Linked DNA regions of Mus musculus: region 2 is linked to region 1. The links are chromatin contacts, called in public promoter capture Hi-C maps. All regions are on one chromosome and are shown on one strand. Each heading gives the region's core, a stretch centred on a gene start, on an enhancer-like site or on the middle of the called end of the contact. The rest is flanking DNA. Distances are from core to core; before and after follow the strand shown. Region 1 holds the start of Ano6 (anoctamin 6). Region 2 holds the start of Pced1b (PC-esterase domain containing 1B).

What was found. Promoter capture Hi-C pulls out the DNA fragments that hold promoters and counts their contacts.
Region 2: a contact with region 1 is called in a promoter capture Hi-C map of liver, with 2.2 times the contacts expected there. The contact joins the promoter of Pced1b here to the promoter of Ano6 in region 1.

The regions. Positions count from the first base shown.
Region 1 is chr15:95,788,993-95,793,397 of GRCm38.p6, reverse strand. Ano6 (anoctamin 6) reads right to left here and starts at 2,555. Exons shown (of 20, transcript NM_175344.4): 1 at 2,342-2,555. The coding sequence starts at 2,414. The region is part of intron 1 of A130051J06Rik (a long non-coding RNA gene); the gene reads left to right.
Region 2 is chr15:97,244,549-97,248,953 of GRCm38.p6, reverse strand. It overlaps Pced1b (PC-esterase domain containing 1B), which reads right to left and starts at 1,847. Exons shown (of 6, transcript NM_172293.4): 1 at 1,790-1,847. It overlaps Amigo2 (adhesion molecule with Ig like domain 2), which reads left to right and starts at 1,667. Exons shown (of 2, transcript NM_001164602.1): 1 at 1,667-1,981; 2 at 2,357-4,405. The coding sequence starts at 2,415. The coding sequence ends at 3,974.

The DNA of each region.
Region 1 (4,405 bases), core at 1,306-3,805:
AGCATCTACATTCTGCCATGAAAGCTATTGCTATTCCTTTTTTAAGATGGGGGAGGGGGGTGTAAGAGAGCCAAAGCAGAAATGAAGGTCAGAGAATATGTGGAAGTATAATAATCTCTCCTTCATCATGTGGGTCATGGGGACTGAATTCACGTCCTCCATGGGGATTGAATTCACGTCCTGGAGCTTGGTAGCGGGTGCCTTTACCCCCTGAGTCATCTCACCTGTCCTATATCACGTTTTAAATCAAGAGGAAGTGATGCTGAATCAACTGACAAACTGGAGGTGGAAAGTGTGGAGACAAAAGCTGCCAAGGACAGACCACTCTGCATTTCCGAGACTTGCAGTTACAGCCATCTCCACCAGGGCACTTCTGCAACCGCTGCCCACACAGGACTTCTGTGGCTCCTTGGTAAAATTGAGCAAGTTTTTAAGAAAAGAAAAAAAACAAAAAAACAAAAAACAAAAAACTGTGCCCCATGGGTTCACTCATCACTGCACCTTTTGGGTTACTTCCGATGGTCACGACTTAACAAGGAAGACAACCATGGGAAAGATACCATTTTCAATTCTCCATGTGGGTTCATGCCAGGCAAGGAGGCTACTCCTGCACCTAAAGCGGTACCTAAATATTGAACAACGGCCAGAGTTAGTTCTCTAAGTACCGAGCAACAACCTGAAGTAACTGTTTATAAAGCCGGGCAACCCGGCCTCCCAGAAGACTCGGCTTCACACACGCGGGTGGAACACCTCCGTGATACATCTTCTACTTTAAAATGGTTTACTTTCGTTGTTTGAGGTTTGCCTTAGATGACGTTGGGGCCTCGTGTCAAAGTAACTTTCCTGCTCTGAATTTTAAAGCTAAGCAAAATTTAACAGAAATTAACATGGGCGCTGATTATGCTTTAAACAACTATACAACGCTCCCTCTAGTGAGGAGTCCCGAAGAGAGAGACTAACCAAGAGCTTTAACACTACAAGATTGGAGGCAGAGGTTTCAATTGCAGTCCTCCATTTCACCAGCGCCTCCTCTCCCACTGTTGGATTTAGAATTAGTTCATAATAGTCTATCAACCTACTTCAGTAAACCTTCAAGAAGGCTTATAATTCTGTAGTAACATAAACGTTCATAGGTTTGGTAAAACGTCTGGGACAAAAACATAACTATGATCCACATGAAATTCATAATTCAATAAAGGACAACCAAAAATTGCCAGGACCTGCTTAAACGTTGCCTGTCCAAACAGGCTGTCTGCTATCTAAAGTATGAATCTAAATACTGGAGGCTACAGTAAGAAGAGGCAGAGGTAGTTAACTACATCGGCTGTTTTACTTCGTGGAACAAGCATGAATTACATGGGTCAGTAAAAGCAAAGCCAGCCTACTGGCAGGGTCTGAAGACAACCTATGATGCCTATCATGTAACAGAGGCTAGACCAAATTAGATTTTCTTTCTAAATTGAAATCTGAGGGCAGCAAGGGCTTACACTCAGAGCCTCTTGCTTATGTCAATTTCTATTCCGGCTGGATCTCACTTGAGTGCCTCACTATGACAGACAAGAATATTTCCCTAAGAAACTAACTGTGCTAATACGAGTGTAACTTTTTAACGCTGCTCCCGTGGGTGGTATTTTATGTAAACGGTCACTTAACTGTTCAGTCTCATGAGACAAGAGCATCCTACATCCTTTACCCAATCAGCCGCCAGGTGCAGAGCCTTAACTTGCTCAACTCTGGGAAATCAGAAACTTCTACTTGACAGTGTGAGGCTCCAGGAAGGCTAACCTGGGCACACTTTTCTCCTCTCCTTAAAAAGGAATACTATTTGCTCTCTCCACAAAGAGGAGTGCCTGATAAACCGCTGTCACAATGAAAGGCCAAGGCTAAATCGCGGCGTGGAATTCCCAAGTTCGTCTAGACCTGGGAGTTACCAAATTCCTTTGATTGGTCTGTGAGCAAAACCTGAAAGGAAGGAAAAGCCACACCCAACTCCTAAATTTACTTTGTAAAGTGTTTGGAGGCCTTGAGAGGGAACATTTTGACATCCAGGAGGCCTGATGGAAACGTGCCACGGTCCTCCGCCCGGCGTCGCCCCGCGTCCCTGCCCCGCGCCCGCGGCTCCAGCCCTTTTGTTTGTGTCTCTGCGGGCTGGTGCAGCGGCGCAGCCTGTGGCCTCGGAGAATCCGGCTCAGGTGTGTCGTGAACCCGGGAGCAGGGGCCCCCAAAACACCGCCCGGAGCGGACGCAGGAAAAAGACCCGAAGTTGCTTGGGAGGTTCGGCTTCCGCGCAGAGGCGTCCGCCCCGGATCCCCCTTGCCCTGGCCCCGGTTCCGGCACTCACCAATGTCTCCATCCTCATCGTCGTCCTCCTCCAGCTCCATGTTCAGCAGGACCTTCCTAGTCATCATCTGCATGTCTCCCGGAGACCGTCACTCGGCTGCTCTCGGCTCCGCTCGGCTCCGCTCGGCTCGGGCCGCAAGCTCCGCTCTGCCCTCTCGGCACTGCCCCGCTGCGCTCCGCCCGCGCTCTGCTTCAGCAGGCGCTGCTCAGCCTGCGACTGAGCATGCCCAGAGGGACGCCGCCGCTCCCGCCCCAGATCAAACCGCCCCGGCTGCGAGGAGCCTGGGAGGAAGTCGGGCTGGGGGGGTTGGGGGAAGGGGAGTGGCAGAAGCCGGGCGAGCCGCGCCGCGCCTGCGGGGAGCGCTGCAGCCGCAGAGGCAGGCCGGCTTCTATGAGCTCACGAGGGTCTTTAATCTGCAGAATGACGAGACGTTGCAAGGTGCCCGCTTAGTGTGGGGGAGGAAAACGACACACGTGCGCACGGAGAGCCCCTGTGCCCCCGCCCGAAGGAGCACATGCGGGGAGTGGTCGCGGGGTGCCCTCCAAGCCCCGGAACTAGGCCGAACAAAACACGCCATAGCTACGTGTAAACTCTTTAATAAGACAATATGGGAAACTGTAGTACCAGGAAGGACAAAGAAACGAAAGGGGGAAATGACGGTAGAGAGTGAAGGAATGCCGCCCTGACAACCCAAGGACTGGGGCGCAGATGCGGCGGGAGTACCAAGTCCTTGGGTCTGCACAGCTGCTCTCAAGGACGCTGGTGAATGGTGGCTTCCCTGCAGTGCCCGGGTTGTCGCTCACTCCCTGGAGAAGCACTTGCCTCCTGAGCCCGTTCCTAGTCAATGTTCAATGACAAGACACTACTACATCCACTGTGTGTTTTATTCTTTTATATTCTTACCCTTTTCCTCTTTCGCCTCTCAGATGCTAGGAGTCCAGCCCAGCACCCCTGGCGTGCTAAGGGAGTACTCTCCACTTATCTATAGTCCCAACCTCATAGTTAATGTTCTCACTTGAAGGGAAAAAACATTGCGATCAATAATAACGCAGGAATTTAATCACGAATATGCACTAAAGGACAGTACAAATTAGAGAAAACGTCCAGGAGACGCTCTCCTTGCTCCTTAAGCTCCGGTTTTTACCAAAGAAGACTACTTGTAACATGAAAAGTAAGTGCAGAACTCTGGAGATCTTGAGAAGATGAGGAGACTATGAGAGGGAGAGAGAGGAAGAGAGGCCGGGACCAGTAATGCTAGCAATGACCCCTATGGCCTGAAATGCCATCTGCGACCTGTAATACCAGTTATGACCTATAATGCCAGCCCTCCAGAGGCCGAAGCAGGGGGACTCTGAAGCAAAACTCGGCTTCAGGACAGACTGGGAACTGAGAAGGGAAGGGAAGGCTTTAGTGAACTCTCGGTTCCAGAGGTGTGTGGGTTGCAGGAGGAAGTTTCCATCTTCATTTAGCCATGGCGATTTTCGTGCGCTGAGTCCGCTGAGTCCGGTACTAAAAGTTTTTACAGTGGTCGCTTCATCTCTGCCTAGGAGTTACTGCCACTGTTTCACCTGACCGCCCGATAGGTGAGCATCTTGTCTGCAACCACAGATAGCCAGTGTTGGGGTGGCCCTTTTACTATATGCACCTCAGAAAGTGCCTCCAGAGGCCTTTCCACCCACTTCTTCCAACCCACCCGGTCTCATCACTGACCTGCTAGGTTCTCTCAGCAGATGTAGAAGTTCTGGATCTTCCGACCTAAAGCTACTTTATAGCTCGAAAATTCTTGGGCTTGATTCTGACCTAAGTCTCAGTGAGTCACTTGGAAATTGTAAGAGATTTTATAGATGCCTTTTGCTTCTTGCTTGATAAGTGTTACAGAGCCATTGTGGTCTTTTGTGTAGACATGACTGTTGCCACAAGGAAATTGAATTACTTAGGCCAGCTGTGCATCTATTGTTAGTACACCCCATTTGGTACATTAATGCATTTCCTACAGTTTTTTTTCTCATGCATTATTTTTTTTCAATCGATCAATATATGCTGCAAAAATAATCTAAGTTATAG
Region 2 (4,405 bases), core at 598-3,097, 1.5 Mb before region 1:
CGAGTTTGTGTACAGCTGGTTTATGCTGTGGGGTGATGGCAAGATACTTCTGAGAGTTGCCTGCAGGTATAGCATAACTTCCACTCTCCACTTCTTAAAAAAAAAAAAAACCACCCATTTTAGATCATTTTGTGATAAGCACGGGTTAACCAGCTTCCCAATTTCCTTCCATTTAGGACTGCAAAACCCAGTCACTTACTGGTCATTTAAATAACATTCCTTTGATTACCTGACTCCATTTCCAGGTGACCGCTCAGCTTTGTGACTTTGAGCCTTAAACCCGAGGTTTTCTTGGGGGAAGCCCGGGGGTTGGGGGTGTGCGTGTGGTCTGATAGGAATCTTAAACCTATTTCTCTGGGGAAATGAAGAATGCACCCCTGGAGCACACTAGGCTGGATGCTTGTGGTTTTAAAAGTCAATCTTTAGTGAAAGTGAAACTAACAGGAACCAAGTTGCCCTCCCTTGAAAACCCTGAATCGCTGAGCTCTCCCGGAACCAGTCCACATTAACGCAACACACAGGTCCATCAGATCCATGCCAAAAACTCACTCAGGAAGTTTTCCGATAAATTTAAGGATGCCGTGGGGGGGGGGGGGGATCATTTTGGTTTTTAAAGTTGTATTCATGTGCTCTGCCCTCACTGTCTCCCCAATTTTGTCTACCTTTCATTGGCTCCCTAAGCCCTTCTACTGTGGCTAGCATGGTTTTTTAGGGACAGTAATTTATTTCTTTTAATCCGTACACAACGGCCAAATGGATCACTTGGCTCAGTCAAATCCCATCGTTTAAGCCTTTAAACAAGAATGGATTTGTAATCGAAAAGCCCACCAGCTTCAAGCTCTCTCCCTCATTTTCACATGGCCTTGTTCAGCTTGTGCCTTCCGAGAATGCTAGCTCAGTCTACTGGAGCCCTGGTGGCTGTAGGGCCTCTAGGGGACAAGTCCTTCTGCGTAGCCACCCCTACCGAATTAATCCTAGTCCTGAAGCCGCCAGCGCGACTCTGGATTTTTTTTGTTTTTGTTTTTTTTGTTTATTTTTTTTAAAGGCTAATGCCCTTATCTGTGCATTCCAACCGGAAGCCTTCTTTCCTGCCCCTTTGCTTCTAGAGCTGGGCCCGGTGCCTCGGGCCGCCGTCTCCGAGTTAGGAAAAGGGCTCGAACTTTCCCAGGGAACCGGGGGGCGTCCCCGCGGCGCCTCCGCACCCCCTCCCCCCGCAAAGCCCCGGTGGTGCCCGAGGGAACGCGCCGCGGCCCTCGCTCCTGTCCTCCTCCTCCTCCTCCAAACCCGGGCGGGGACCCCAGCAAGCACCCGGTGCACAGCGCCCGCCAGGCCCCTCGCCCCAGCCCCTAAAGCCAGGCTCCGAGATCGGGGTGGGGTGCCACCTGCGGGCCACCGCCCGCGGGCTCCGGCGCGCGGCACCCCGGCACCCTGGGCGGCTCCCTACCGGGCTGGGCGGCTCCCCCGCGGGCGCGGGGCGAGGGGCGCGGGGCCTGGGGGTGCAGAGTCGCAGGCCTCGCTGCGGTCCCACCCGGCCGAGAGGCGGCGCGGAGCCCGCACGGGGCCGCCTCTGCGATTGGCTGCGCCCCCCCTCCCCTGCTCCGCCCGCCGCGGCGCCCGAGGAGCGAGGACGCGGGGACCCGCCTCCCGCCCGCTCCCGACCCCGGGCGCACGGGATAAAAGGCGGGCGGCGGGCGCGGGAGCCCGGGCCCTGCAGCCTGCGAGCGCCACCGGCGGGCCGGCTTCCCCCGCCGCCCACCCCGCTCCCGGCGCGGCCGAGCTCCGGCGGTACCTGCAGCCGAGCGAGAGAGCCGGGGAGCCCGCGCCGCTGCCTCGAAACTCGCCAAAGTTGAGAGGCTGCCGCCCACCGGGAGCTGGAGGGAAGGTGCGAGCGCGCGGGGCGCAAACCGGCAGGCGGACGCGCGGACCTTCCGAGCGCACCGCCGTCGGCGGCCTCTCCGAGCCGCTGCGGCTTCCCAGCGCTGTGAGTGGTCGGCTAGACCGACGGCTGGCTAAGTATTTCCGTTCAATTGTTTATGGGATGCGATTGTGTGTTTTTGTGTGTGTCGGTGGAGGGAGTTAAGGCAGAATGCATCCTTTAGAAACAAAAACACACAAAAAAGCCTGAGTTTCTCATGCTGAGACTGTCGCATTGAGAGAAGGTACCTGGAAATCTCACTGAGTTGGAGTAATCTAGGAAAAATGCATATAACAGGTTCTTTATTAAAAAGCCACCCCTGTTGGAGATGGAACCCATTTCAAAAGTTAATTGGAATGAAAGCAATTACGGAATAACTCTAACGGGTTAACTAGTGGCAGTTAACTTGTACTTTTCTCCCGTTTTAAATGTTGTTACCAGATTGGTGGGAGACTGAGCTGATGAGAAGCGACTGGCAAGAGACTCAGAGGCGACCATAATGTCGTTAAGGTTCCACACACTGCCCACCCTGCCTAGAGCTGTCAAACCGGGTTGCAGAGAGCTGCTGTGTCTGTTGGTGATCGCAGTGATGGTGAGCCCCAGCGCCTCAGGAATGTGCCCCACTGCTTGCATCTGTGCCACCGACATTGTCAGCTGCACCAACAAAAACCTATCTAAGGTGCCCGGGAACCTTTTCAGACTGATTAAAAGACTGGATCTGAGCTATAACAGAATCGGACTGTTGGATGCCGACTGGATCCCGGTGTCGTTTGTCAAGCTGAGCACCTTAATTCTTCGCCACAACAACATCACCAGCATCTCCACGGGCAGTTTCTCCACAACCCCAAATTTAAAGTGTCTGGACTTATCATCCAATAGGCTGAAGTCGGTAAAGAGTGCCACATTCCAAGAGCTGAAGGCTCTGGAAGTACTGCTGCTGTACAACAACCACATTTCCTATCTGGACCCCGCAGCGTTCGGGGGGCTTTCCCACTTGCAGAAACTCTATCTGAGTGGGAACTTTCTCACACAGTTCCCTATGGATTTGTATACTGGGAGGTTCAAGCTGGCTGATCTGACATTTTTAGATGTTTCCTATAATCGAATCCCTTCCATACCGATGCACCATATAAACTTAGTGCCGGGGAGACAGCTGAGAGGCATCTACCTTCACGGGAACCCATTTGTATGTGACTGTTCTCTGTACTCGTTGCTGATCTTTTGGTACCGTAGGCACTTTAGCTCCGTGATGGATTTTAAGAATGACTATACCTGTCGCCTGTGGTCTGACTCCAGGCACTCCCACCAGCTGCAGCTGCTCCAGGAGAGCTTTCTGAACTGTTCTTACAGCGTTATCAACGGCTCCTTCCACGCACTTGGCTTTATCCACGAGGCTCAGGTTGGGGAGAGGGCGATCGTCCACTGTGACAGCAAGACTGGCAATGGAAATACTGATTTCATCTGGGTCGGTCCCGATAACAGGCTGCTGGAGCCAGATAAAGACATGGGGAACTTTCGTGTGTTTTACAACGGAAGTCTGGTCATAGAGAACCCTGGCTTTGAGGACGCCGGGGTATATTCTTGTATCGCAATGAACAGGCAGCGGCTGTTAAACGAGACGGTGGATATCATGATCAACGTGAGCAATTTCACCATAAACAGATCCCACGCCCACGAGGCGTTTAACACGGCCTTTACCACCCTGGCTGCCTGCGTGGCCAGTATAGTTCTAGTGCTACTGTATCTGTACCTGACGCCGTGCCCATGCAAATGCAAAGCCAAGAGACAGAAAAACACGCTGAGCCAAAGCAGTGCCCACTCGTCCATTCTCAGTCCTGGCCCCACTGGCGATGCCTCTGCTGACGATCGGAAGGCAGGTAAAAGAGTCGTGTTTCTGGAGCCCCTGAAGGACACGGCGGCCGGACAGAATGGCAAAGTCAAGCTTTTCCCCAGTGAGACCGTTATAGCCGAGGGCATCTTAAAGTCCACCAGGGCAAAGTCTGACTCAGACTCAGTCAATTCCGTGTTCTCAGACACACCCTTTGTGGCATCCACTTAGCTGGGTGCCTGTGTTCGTCTGGTGTCGTGATTTAAAGTCTCCCTGCTTTAACTTTGGTCCGAAGAATTAATAGCAGGACGGGGTGAAAACCCTATTTTGTCTTTTGAGATGAAACCAAATGGTGTCTTTTTAAGATGGTTGCTAGGAAGTGAGGCAGAGCACACTGGTTGCTTCTTGGACTGGGTCAGGAGACGGTTGAGTTTGAGAGTTTTGAGTAACAGCATCTTAGCCTTCAGCATCGCCGAGGATTTCAAAGCTGCCTTGAAGGCAGTAGGACCAGCCATTATCTCTTTATTTGGTTATCTTGAAGGAAAAATGGAGCTATGTGTTAGCATTCTTTAAAAATAGACTCTTTTTGACTTACTAGAACCAAAGTTGAGCTGAGCTTTTTTTTTTCTTTTAAAGAAAAACATTAGTGGCTTCTTTCCCTT